Linked DNA regions of Anas platyrhynchos: region 1 is linked to region 2. Evidence: chromatin contacts called from public Hi-C data. All regions are on one chromosome and are shown on one strand. The core of a region is the stretch at or near the end of the contact, and the rest is flanking DNA. Distances in the headings are between cores, read along the strand shown. Region 1 holds the start of XXYLT1 (xyloside xylosyltransferase 1). Region 2 holds the start of LOC113844492.

Region 1 (5,729 bases), core at 1,847-4,346, 190 kb before region 2:
TTTTTGCCAAGTAACAACTGAGAATATTTTCCAGCTGTATTGAGGGCAACAATGCAAGTTGCTTTTTTTTGATGAGCTCCACCTGCTGATGTGCATGCACAAATGGTGTCTGTAGATATATGCTTGTATATCAGGTTATGTGCTACTAAAATAATCACCAGAAGCCACAAACCAGCAGATGCAATTCTTCATATTGTATCTGTCTACCCTATGGACAATTTAAGCAGAATTTTTAAGTTACATACCATCAGTGTGAGTTTTTTATAATCCTATTAGCCATGGCAGTATGCTAACCTTCTGTTTAAGTGCATTTAGGAACTGGCTTTTCTCCAGGCTGGCTTGTATAAGCAAAATTGGGTAAAGAATTTCTGTAAATTGTGGTAAAAACTGAACTTTCTGGCATGTTAATTTTTTAAACAATGTATTTTAAATATTTATCATTTTGCAGCAAATGTATAGTAGTGCATTTAATCTGGACAATTCTTGATGTGAAGTTAATAGCATCTTAGTGTCCAACAGGTCTTTCCAAGAAAAAGAATCTTTAAAAAAGTTTTGTTTAATCTGTATTCTAATTATGCTAGGAAAAGCAGACTCTGCCCGTTTGAAGAGTGTGTTTAATTGAATAATAAGCAACTTACTAGAAATTACTGCTTACAGATGATTTCATAAGTTTCTTTTAAATAATTGTCTATGAAATGACAATATACTTTGTAATCTGTAGTATTTAACAGCAATGGACATTTATTTAGTAGATTTTAGAGAAAGTAAAATTCCCCGTGTACAGATGGGACAATGTAAGATATGGCTATGTATAGTATATACTGTAGACATAGGGTTTTTCAGAAGATTTGTATCCTTTGCCATCTACATGACGGTTGGTGTACAATGTGAATGTTTGGTAATGTACAGCTCCCCAAAGCTTAGTGGCATAATCGCTGTCCTACTCCACGCTGCTGGGAAAACATCTGAGACGCTTTACCAATCTCCACTGGTGTTTTCTTTCCTACTTAAAAAAAAAAATCAGACAAATTTTGCAGGACAATTTTCTACCAACAAAAAGTTTTTTCCCTGTAGCTCTGCTGATTCATCTACTGCTTTCCAGCTCTCGTCTGATGCTCTGCAGTATCAGGCTGTTTATGCTAAAGGACAAGTAATGTACCCAATCCACAAATTGTATGACTTTTCAGGAGATTTGGAGTTTCAGTGGTTCAGGGAGCAGGTGTATCAATTCTGATCCTGGAACCTTGTTTCCTGATCCTTTTAGGTACACTATGATATCCAGGATAAAATGCATTTTTCAGGCCAGGTGCAATACGTGTCTGGAGATCCGGCTCATCAGCAAAAATGAATATGCCATTAAGTTCCTCGACATGTATCGAGGGTTTAGTCCTGTTAGACACTGGCAGGCTCAGTGCTCCAGGGTCTCTGTACCTTACAGGATTCAGCCCTTGGTAAAACAAAGTATGACTGACTCCAGTGCTATGGAGATCTGGATTTCTTTGAGTTCTGATTCAAGTGCTGATGTTCTGCACAATAATTTTAGGAAACTTCCATTTCTTTATTGCAGTATGAAGCTGAGTGTACCTTGAGTAGCAGACTGTAAGACTCTGGTATGTGTTAACACCTTGTACCCTGTACCAGATAATGGAAAGCTTCAATTCCAGTTCATGTTTCTCTATATATGAAATACGTCATCAGTAATCAGTGGGGTACAAAGCAGTAGATTCCAAAAACACTTTAAAATCGTCTTTCATGTGGATTTTTAGCAATTTACTATACGATCCATTAAAAGATTTTCAAGTATTCCTCCTAGACAGAGTTGGATCACGTTCCAAAAGTCTCTTGGAAAGACAAATGTGTAAGATCTCAACGTATATTCTAATGCATATTAATTTCAGAGGTATAACTTACGTTGTGTGTTAAGATGGTATCTGTGGTATCTCCACAGGGATCTGTATTGTTTTGACTGTTCAAAAGGTTTCATGTTTTGTTAATGCTGGTACGATGTATGTAAAATTTCTAAATTATTATACTGAATAGTGCTACTGAATTATATTAGACATTGAAATTCCCGTAAGTTTGGGTGAACACAGTAAATGGTCAAAGTTTCCTTATCAATCAGGACTTTACCTAAAAAGTCGCTGAAATTTCTTGCCATCTTTCCCCTGATTTCAGAGGCTTTGGATTGTACCCTTCACGATTCATGTTGTCGCTGTGTTAAATGATTGTGTTAACATTGTGTTTTTTGTTTTGTTTTTCCATTTCCTATGGTTTTATATTTTACCACTTTATATACTGAGCTGAAATAGTTTCAGTAAATGTACCCCCATCTTCCTACTGCTGTCAGCAATTCCCCATACAAAGGAAGCTTCTCCTGTTTTGCAGTATGCCATCTGTACACATCTGAATTACTGAAATTCTGCTTCGTAGAGCAGAAACTTCAAGTCACTAAAGAAAAAAGTGAGAACTAGAATAAGCACGGGAGTGATTATATTTCTAAGGCTTTGATGCTCATCTGCAGCCACGTGTTTTCAAATAGGGTTGGTAACTCTGCATCTTCATCACGAGAACCTCCCATGGAACAGTGATTACCAAAGGACCGGTTGATAGAGTTACAAATAATTGCAAGTACCCAGGAAGTAATGCTTTCCTGCTGTCAAAATGACCGAGCTGATTTTTAAATACATTAAAAGCCAGTATTGCAAGCTGCCCTCTGCCAAGTCCCAGGGTGAGATGTAAGTTAGTTTTTGTGTTTATCGTTCTTGCTTGTACTGTCCTCCAGCCTCCTGTGCTGCCACAGACACCTTACAGCAGGGCCAAGCCCAGAAGGCAGTGCTGGGGACAAGCAGAGTGTGCTACTGTGGTGCATCCCTTGGTTCTGCACAGTATTTCCTGCCACGGGAAGCGAAAGAAGATGATAAAGGAGGAGGAGGAGGACATCCCCCTCGCCTTCCTGTGAAGATTCCAAGTGCTGTTCTGCTAGAAATCACCGAGAAATCACTATTCCTGCGCCTGCTCTGTGTGAACCGAGCTCTGATTTCCGTATCCCTGTCCTTCAAGCACCCAGCAGCCACACACCCCTTGGCCGTGCCCCCGCTCCGTGCCGTGAGGCGGGGCGGGGCCGCGCCTCAGCATGGCGGCGGGCGGCGGGTAGGGACGGAGCGGGGCCGCCATGGCCGTGGGGCGGGCGGGCTGGGCCCGCTCTCAGCCCTGCGCCCTGGCGCTGGCGGCCGCCCTGGCCGTGTGCGCCTTCTACTACCTGGGCGGCGGCGGAGAGACTTTCTCCACCGCCACCCGGCGGCTCCGAGCCACCCCGGCCAGCCCGGCTCGGCGCGGCCGAGCCCTGCACCTCCTGGTGCTGTTCACCAAGGCGGAGCGCGGCCCCTCGCTGCGGGACAAGGCCCGCGCCGCGCTGCGCTCCCTGCTGCGCCACGGCCGCCTGGGCCGCGGGGACGCGCTGCGCCTCCACCTCGTCACCGACCGCAACAGCAGGGACATCGCCGAGGGGCTGCTGCGGGACGAGCTCGGCCGCGCCGCCTTCCCGCACCAGGTGAGGCGGCCACGGGGGCTGTGCGGGGTGGGGGGAGCCTCGGGGAAGGCGCACGGAGCCCCCCCCCTGAAGGCAGCCGGTGTGAAGCTGCCTCACGTCAAACAGGGATCTGGTAAGTGGAGGGGGCACCGAGCTGTGAGGCGCCAAGTAGGGACCCTCCTGTCCTGAGATGCTTCTATTCAGAATTAGAAGTCTTCTAATTCTGCCATAGCTTTTGGTTTCTCGTTTTTCAGATGTTTCACGTTAGCCAAACTCCACCAGAGCAGCCTGAGGTGTAACTTTCACATTGTTCACACACAGCACTTGTTGGCAAATAATCCCATCTCACTTCTCAACCCATTGTACTAGCGCTAGCGCTGCCGTGCCACCCGTAGCAGATACCCTGCACCGTGCCGAGCCGTCCCCAGCTGTCTGGATGTGGCAGGTAACAGCTTTGGAAACCTTCCCCTGCTGCAGCCCTGAGAGCTGGCATTGTGCACGGTGCTGTGGCCTGCAGTGCCCCGTGGTGGTGCCAGCAGACAGCTGTGGGGCTGCCGTTCTGCCCCAGAGCTGGAGTCGAGCTGCACACCTATGCAGCACAGCAGCTTGCTTCAGGTCTGTGGCATCGTGTCCCTCAGAGAGGTTCAGCTGCTGGGCCGTGACGGCACGTGGATCCCTCACGGACACCCCTGTGGGCGTGCAGCTGCCTTACTGCCCTCTGTTCGTGTCTGAAGCCGAATTCCTCTGTGGGCAGCCTGTCCAGCACTGCTGCTCCGGGAGGATACAGGCTTGTGGGGCTTACCAGTTAGTGTTGTGTGAGGTGGGAGCGTCCTGTGGGGTGAGTCTCTGCGTGCATCAGGTGGCTGCGGACCTGAACCGAACCATGGCTCAGCTCTGGGACAGAGCTGGTCTGTCTTGGGTGGGATCAAGCAGCGTTGTCTGGAGAGTTCAGGTGACATCTCACCAGGGTCTGCTACAGCGGGAGCTCCTTCCCTTTCCTGGAAGGCGTGATGCCTCCTGGAGATGTTTGGTTTGGTTAGTTGGCCTGGGGCTGGCAGCAGACTTCACATCTCTGCAGTTACCTCGTTTTTAGGCAGACAGGTGCTAATACACAGGCTTCTGTACTAGTTCTTAGTCTTGCACACTTGCCCATGATATTGTGACATTTCTGGTGTGCTTGACAGGTGACAGTGCCTCTTTTTTCTTGCTGGAGCCTCTTCCATTCCTCATTGTTAGCGAAAAACATCAACATAACCTGGACCTTTTGTGCTGCTAAAGTTTTGAGGAAGGTTCACCTTCAGCCTGTTCCTCTGGTTGCTTCAGCAGTCACCAGTCTCTGTCGTGAGACCTCTCCTCCTGGCTTCTATTGGCGTCCCCAGAACGCTCTCCTCGTTCTTACCCTGTTCTCCTGGAGCAGGCCCAGAGCTGAGGCTTGATAAAGTGCTTGGAAGGCCGCTGGAGCTGCTGAGGCAGGATTGATGAACCCTGAACTTTACTTTTTGTTCATGAGAGGATTTAAGCTCTGTTTTTGGAGCTGTCCTTGCCCTCCCCTCCCAGCAGAGCTGGGATCAGGCACAACCTCTGCTAGAGCAGAGCCCAGGCACCACAAAATCTGGATCCCGATCCTTGGGGCAGGCAGCAGGCCAGCTCTCATCTCCCCCTCAGCATGTGTGCGGGCTCAGGTACTTCCAAAGCCTTCTGGAGAACGCAGCAGCCGGCTGCAGCCTCGCAGGCAGCGTGCAGATGGTGAGCAGCAGTGCTTCGGGGTGGGCAGACCCAAGCTACGGGACCGTCATCGCAGTGGTGTCACCAGCCCTGCGTGTCTGAGCCCGTGGACACCTCCCAGAAGTGCAGCTGGGCTGGGAGCGCAGCGTGCGGGCGGCAGATGGAGCTGGTGCTCCGCGCTGCGCCGCCTGCATGGGGCTGCGGGACGTGGGCGCAGCAGGGAGCAGCCTGCCCCGGCTTTTTGGCAGGGCCTGGCCATCTATTTGAGACAGCATGGCTTTAGAGGCAGTGCTGGCTCAAGTGCTGCCTTTCAGGAAGCCTGAGGGTGATTTCTACAAGTCGGTGCTCCTCACCCGGGCAGGTCAGCCCGACTTTTACATCTCAGTCCCCTTCTGTGTGATGTAGTTACCTGCCTGCCCCAGGGAGGTGCTTTGGGAACCGCACCAGGGTCGCGGGTGAAGACTGAGCTCTCCTT
Region 2 (6,407 bases), core at 2,288-4,787:
ACCCGTGCTTGTGCGTGTGATGGGATGCTTCTTCGGGCTGGGACCTGCACAATGGCTAGAAATGTGGGACTGTGCCTTGGGGCTGTTTGGTACTGCTCTGTGATCTCCCATTAAAGCACGGTTGTCCATCTCCAGTGCCAAGAGTTCTTTGTTTGCTCCTCTGCGGCGAGTGGCATCCTTGGAATAACCCAGCAGGGACAGGAGCTTTGCTTTGCTGCCTCTCCAACGTGATTTCCTCATGGTGAGGCTGCTGGGGGTGGGAGAGGGCCAGAGGTTGTGGCTGCAAAGCCCAGGCTGGCCTGGGGTAAGGGAGGGCTTGGCTGTCCGACGGCAGCAGGATGGCTTTTGGAGAGCAAGCTGAGACCTCAACGAGTTCCCTGATGGAGCCGGAGCTGCTGACTGCCTCCTGTGCAGCCCTGTCCTCACAGCAGGGCTCTGAGGGTTTGTGCTGAGCTTCTCCAAACTTCACCAGCTGAGTGCACATAAGTGTCCCTCCTCCTTCCCCAGGGGTCTCTCCACGTCCTGGGTGTGATCCCAGCCCATCCCAACCCTTGCAGGGCATCCCTCATGGGGTCGTGCATTGCTCCTCCAGGCAGGTTACCTCTCCTGGGGAGTTCAGCTGGTCCATGGGTCCCTCTGGCCACCCCACCACTGCCTGGATGCACCGGCTGGAGGTTGTGGGGCTGCAGCAAGCTGACACGCTCAGCTTGGTGTGGGACCAGTGCCACCGATGGCAGCAGGGCCTTGGCACAGCTATGGGGCACATCCAGGGCCGCGGCCCCGCTTCCCTGCCAGGACACACTCATGGCTACCAGCCCGTGCCCTGCGTGCGTTCACCTCCTGTCCCCTGGGCCGGGCTGTTTTTTGAAGCGCTCCAAGGACACGGGTTGTTGTTGCCGATAAGCAGAAAGGGGCAGCTCCGCCCCAGCAGGAACGCTCTGTCAGCTGCCTCCACATCCGCCCCACAAAACATCTTCCCTTTTCGGCGGGGCTCGCTCCTCGCTGTGGGCTCGGCAGTCCCCATGGTGGTGGTCCCCACGATGCCGCTCACGGTAAGTGGCAAGGCTCAGGGAATTTGGGACGGGTTTGTTGGGGGCCTTGGGGTGGGTGGGAAGTGCTGGAAACAAGTCAGGTGGCGAGAGGGAGAGGCCATGCCTGATGGTGCTCCAGGGCACGGCTCTAAGTCCAACACACCCCCTGGCACAGGATGTCCCCGGTGGGTGTCACAGCAGGACGGGCACTGTCCCCTGTCACCGGGCGGCAGCAGCACGCGTCCCAGGCACGGGGGAGCTGGTGGTGGTCTGGGTGTTTCTGCTCAGCCCCTGCTCTTCCACGTACCCTCCCTTCTTTAGCAGAAGCTCTGGCTCTGAAACGTTCCTGCCAGAAGGATGTTTTCGATGGGCAATTATAAAATAACAACTGGTTGTATAAAAATACAACCAGTAAAATATAAACCCACAACCAGCAGAGCCCCCTTGGTGCGTGGCTGAGCGTAGGTGAGCCTGGTGGCCCTACAGCAGCTGATGCTGGTTTCCTCCTCCAGCGCAGGGTGATGGTCTATGTGGTGCTGGGGCTGGGGTCCCTGCTGGTGGGGGGGCTGCCCCCTCCCTGCCCCCCGCCCTGCCAGTGCTACGACACCTCCAAGGTCTTCTGCTCGGAGGAGAAGATGAGGGAGATCCCGGCGGGCCTGCCGGGGAACGCCACCCAGCTCTTCTTCGTGGAGACGGCCCTGAGCAGCATCGGGAGCGGGGCGCTGGGCTCCAGCACCACGCTCACCAAGCTGGTCTTCCTCAACAACCACATCGAGGAGCTGGAGGCGGGTGCCTTTTGGGGGCTGCCCAGCCTGGCCGAGCTGGAGATCTCGGGCAACCCGCTGCCGGCCGTCAGCCCGGGGCTGCTGGCGGGGCTGCCCAGCCTCACCACGCTCTCCCTGAGCTCCAACGCCATCCACTCCCTGCAGCCGGGGCTTTTCGCCTCCGCCTGCCACCTGCAGGACCTGCGCCTGCGGGGGAACAAGATCGATGAGCTGCCCCCTGCCATCTTCCACCCGCTCCGCCACCTGCAGGCCCTGGACCTCTCGCAGAACGTGCTGACCGAGCTGCCCGACGGGCTGCTTGCCCCGCTGGCTGCCCTCCGCGTCCTGAAGCTGAGCGACAACATGCTGGCACAGCTCCCACCCGGTGCTTTCGGGACACTTTCCCGGCTGGGTGAGCTCCACCTCGACGGCAACCAGCTGGCCGAGCTGCCCGCTGGGGCCTTCGCGGGGCTGGGTGCGCTGCGGCGGCTGCAGCTGCAGCACAACGCCCTGGGCAGCCTGCGCCCCGACGCCTTCGCCGGCCTCTCCAACCTCACCTTCCTCAGCCTGGAGGGCAACCAGCTGGCCTCCCTGCCCGCCACCCTCTTCCAGGGCACCCCGGGCCTCCTGCACCTCTCGCTGGCCCGCAACCAGCTGCAGGCGCTGCCCCCGGGCGTCTTCGCCAACCTCTCGGTGGCGCAGAGCCTGGTGCTCTCACACAACGCCCTGGCTCGCCTCCCCGCCGAGGCTTTCCAGGGGTTGGTGGAGCTGACAACGCTGCAGCTCGGCCACAACAACCTCTCCAGCCTGCCGCCGGGGCTGCTGGACGGGCTGCCCAGCCTGGCCACGCTGGGGCTGGAGCACAACCGCCTGCCCCGCCTGCCCGCGGGCTTCTTCAATGCCAACGAGGAGCTGGTGCGCGTGGGGCTGGAGGATAACCCCTGGGCGTGCGACTGCCGCCTCGCCTACCTCCTGGGCTGGCTCCAGGTCTTTTCTGACCCCCTCCTCCACGTGCAAGCTTTCTGTGCCAGCCCGGCCACCCTCAAGGGCCAGCCCCTGCTGGAGGTGACCCACAGGCAGCTGGCGTGTGCCAAAGATGAGGGCCGGGACGCGGTGCCCGGGGAGGATGCACCAGGGCAGTGCACCTACAGCAACCCCGAGGGCACCCTGCATGTGTCCTGCAATGCCACGAGCTGTCAGCGGCTCAGCCTTCGCCTTCCTCCTCCTCCTCCCAGCCAGGCGGTGGGGCCAGGGACCGAGTACCGGGGTGCCTGGGTGCTGCGTTCCTCCTGCGGCACGCTGCAGGTCAGCGTCCTCGTCATGGCGCAGGGCCCGGATGTGACCACCCCACGCGGGCTCCCTGCTACACCCTAGGACTCAGGCATATGCTGCTGCTCCTCGTGGTCATCCTGCTGGTGCAGCGGCCACACCAAAATCAGCCTGAGAAACGATGCTCTGTGTCCTGCATTGATGTCCCTGCCATGGTCACCGTCACCGTGCTCTGTGCTGGAGCTGGACTCATGGTGCCTCTTCACCCAGCCGTGCGTTCCTGTGTGTTTCAAATATTATTAAAGTGTACGTATCATTCCTGTGCAGCCTGTTCCCAAGGTGCAGAGGGGGAAGATGCCGTCTGTCTTGCAGGGGAAGGCGGCTGTGATCCCGCAGGGCTGTGGCTGGAGGCCCTGGGCCAGGCTGCGAGGGGCGCGGGTCCCTGGGGTTGCTCCTTGCTGGGTGCTGCCCTCAGGGCTCGGCACCTCGCGGAGATGGGTGCCTAAGGGAAGCATCCTGCCCTGCCCTAACGGGGTAAGTGTGTGTGTGCGTGTGTGTGACTGTGTGTGTGTGTGTGCGTGTGTGTGCACACGCGTGGGTGCGCGCCCAGCCAGCTGAACCCTTCTCCCCGACGGCGCTGCAGCCGGGGCTGTGCTGCGCGGTGCTGCTGCTCCATCTGGTGGCCGGCGGGGCTGGGGGTGTCCCGGGCCGGGGAGAGCCGGGGGGGCCCTGCCAGAGCCCGGCCGCCCTTCCCCGAGCCGTCCTGCCCGGCCTGCCCGCAGCCACGGGGCGCCTGGGGTGCCCCTCGGGGGCGCGCTGCTTTGCTGCCTCTCCCCTCCAACTCAGCCCCACCGCTGCTCAGAGGGAGAGGAGGCACCAAGGGGGGAGTTTTGTGTTCTCCCAGCCTGCTCCATCAGCACAGTGTGCTCAGCAGGGTCCCCCGGCTGGTGCCCAGCAGAGGTGAGCCCCACGGCCAGCCACAGCCCCGCAGCCAGCTGCCAGGACGGGGCTGTGTGTCTGTCCAGCAGGGCCACAGAAGTCATCACCATTATCAGCTTGAGCAAGCGGCTTCACAGCAGCACCTTTCAGCCACGTAAGCCTCTTCTCGAGGAAGGAAAAACAGGCTGGCCTGAAGATCTTCGGGCTTCCCTGGATGTGAGCAGCCGCGTGGTGCCAGCAGATAACACCTGAGAGCGCCTGCGTCCTTTCCTGGGGCGCGTGGGACTGCTCCCCATGGCTCTGTGCTGTGTGCTTATCTCCTCCAGCAGCCCTGCAAAGCCAAGCCCCATGCCTGGGCGGTGGATAAAGCTCCCCAGGTGATGGGACCCCTCGTCCCCTGCCTGGCACAGCACGGTGCGGCGCTCCAGCGGCTGGACGCGTTCCCAAGCGCTCAGGCAAGTCGGGGGTGCGAAATGCTTCAAAGTGTGCCAGGAGGGTGGTTCTGGGGAGCTGCTGGTCTGTGTCCTTGCTGCTGGGGAGAGGGACAGGCAGGGACATCACAGCCAGGGTGTGCAGGGTGAGCCCCCCATGGGGGCTCCCTTTCTGTCCAAACCCAACAGCTTGCAGCCTCCTGGCTTTGCCGACCTCTCGACACTTTTCAGAAAATATCTAGGTCTTTTCAAAGCAAACTTAGCCTCCTGGCTGTAGCTTTTGCCGTGGTTAGTTTTGATGGATGCCTGAGAAGCAGCCCATGGCTCTTTCTTTTTTTTGCTGCTGGTGGATGTGAGCCAGTGAGCTCAGCTCCGAGCTGCCGGTCAGGGCCCTAAATGCTGGGTTTTAAACAGGAAATCTGCGGACATCTCCAAGTCTTTTAGAGAGCCTGGTCCTAAACTTGGTTGCTGCTTATAAGCCAATCATTTATATCTGACAAAGCTGCATAACTAATGCCAAAATATAATGTGATTAGCAGGGGTCCTGAAAAGGAGGCATTTAAAGTAACATTTTAGGTAACCCTTCGGAACTGAGAGAAGCACCAAGAGGGAGCCCACCCAGCACAGTGTGCTCCATGGAGCTGTCTGACCTGGATGGCCAGAGCAAATCCAGGGAACTGCAGCGAGGCAGGGGGAGGAGAGGAAGGCAGAGGGTGCACCAGGCATCATTGCTTCAGGGCCTCTGCTCCTGGGGACCCGGGGCAGCCCTCCCGTGAGCTTCGTGCCATCGTGAAAGACAAGGGAGGATGTGTCCTGCTTCATGGAGAGGGACTGGTGCTTCACAGCTGTGCTGGGGCTTGGCTCCTTTTTTAAAGGTACAGAAATGAGAGATTTTCCAAAGTTACATTCTGTGGGGATGCCAGCTGCTCCACAGGCTTTTTTTTTTTTTTTGGCAAATGCTGTGTAAACAAGGTCGTTTGGTCTGCTGGCTGCTGGGACCATGTCTGATCTCAGGTTTGCTGCCAGCAAGCAGGTTGCTGGTTGGTGCTGGTGATGTGTGAGCGAGCTGTGGCCCTGCTGAGTCCTGGCCCCGCTGGGGCAGCACTAAGGGGCAGCAGCTTCATCGGGACACATCTGAGCCTACAGCCCAAACAGGAATAGGATGGTTCTGAGAGCTGTGGTTGCAGGTCTTATTGTTCTTCAAATCTGACTTCTGAAACCCTTTTTCAGGACGATGTACCAGCATTTCCTTTTCATTTTCTTCCTCTTCTTCCACCCCCATAAATGCCAAGACCAAACCCCGAGTGCAGATCCATATGAAATGCCCAAGGACTACCAGGAGGTCTACAGAGGGACAAAAAACGATGTCAAAGAGATCCCCAAGATCGCAAAGCCCTTCATTTCTGAGATGGTCTTTGTGCAAACCAGCGTTACTGCCGTAAGGAAAGGTGCCTTCAGGTACATGCCCAGCCTGACCAAGATTTTGTTTATTGGCAATAAGATCAAGGCGGTTGAACCTGGAGCCTTTGATGGTTTGGAGAAACTGAGGGATTTGGAGATCTCTGGTGCCTCACTAGAAGAATTGGCCACGGGCACTTTCCAGAACCTCCCAAGCTTGCAGAGACTGGAGCTGAGGGACAGCCACATCAGCCACATCCCCAAAGGGCTCTTTGAAGGGCTGGAGCACCTGGGGGAGCTCTCCCTGCACATCAACGCCATCTCGTCTCTTCCAGAAGGTATCTTTGATTCCCTTGCCAATCTAACTTTCTTGGACCTGGCTAGGAACAAGATCACGGCTCTGCCTGGAGATGTCTTCAGCAAACTCCCCCACCTGCAAGTCCTGCGGCTGTACGAGAACGAGTTGCAGGACCTCCCGGAGGGGCTGCTGGATGCCCAGCAGGGGCTGCTGGAGCTCAGCCTCCAGAGGAACAGGCTCAGGACGCTGCCACCCACGCTTCTTATGAGCCTGGCCC

The links. A called contact is a pair of places that touch in the nucleus more often than the background predicts.
Region 1: a contact with region 2 is called in a Hi-C map of subcutaneous adipose tissue, with 2.4 times the contacts expected there. The contact joins the promoter of XXYLT1 here to the promoter of LOC113844492 in region 2. A contact is called at or near these places in 2 of 8 Hi-C or Micro-C datasets (liver and subcutaneous adipose tissue).

Annotation. Positions count from the first base shown.
Region 1 is chr9:12,801,185-12,806,913 of IASCAAS_PekinDuck_T2T, reverse strand. It overlaps XXYLT1 (xyloside xylosyltransferase 1), which reads left to right and starts at 3,096. Exons shown (of 4, transcript XM_027464788.3): 1 at 3,096-3,550. The coding sequence starts at 3,173. ACAP2 (ArfGAP with coiled-coil, ankyrin repeat and PH domains 2) reads left to right here. Exons shown (of 24, transcript XM_038183564.2): 24 at 1-2,239.
Region 2 is chr9:12,615,115-12,621,521 of IASCAAS_PekinDuck_T2T, reverse strand. It overlaps LOC113844492, which reads left to right and starts at 3,537. Exons shown (of 3, transcript XR_011811517.1): 1 at 3,537-6,407. It overlaps LOC110351774, which reads left to right and starts at 673. Exons shown (of 2, transcript XM_027464783.3): 1 at 673-1,052; 2 at 1,544-3,382. The coding sequence starts at 756. The coding sequence ends at 3,169. LRRC15 (leucine rich repeat containing 15) reads left to right here. Exons shown (of 2, transcript XM_027464784.3): 2 at 1-135.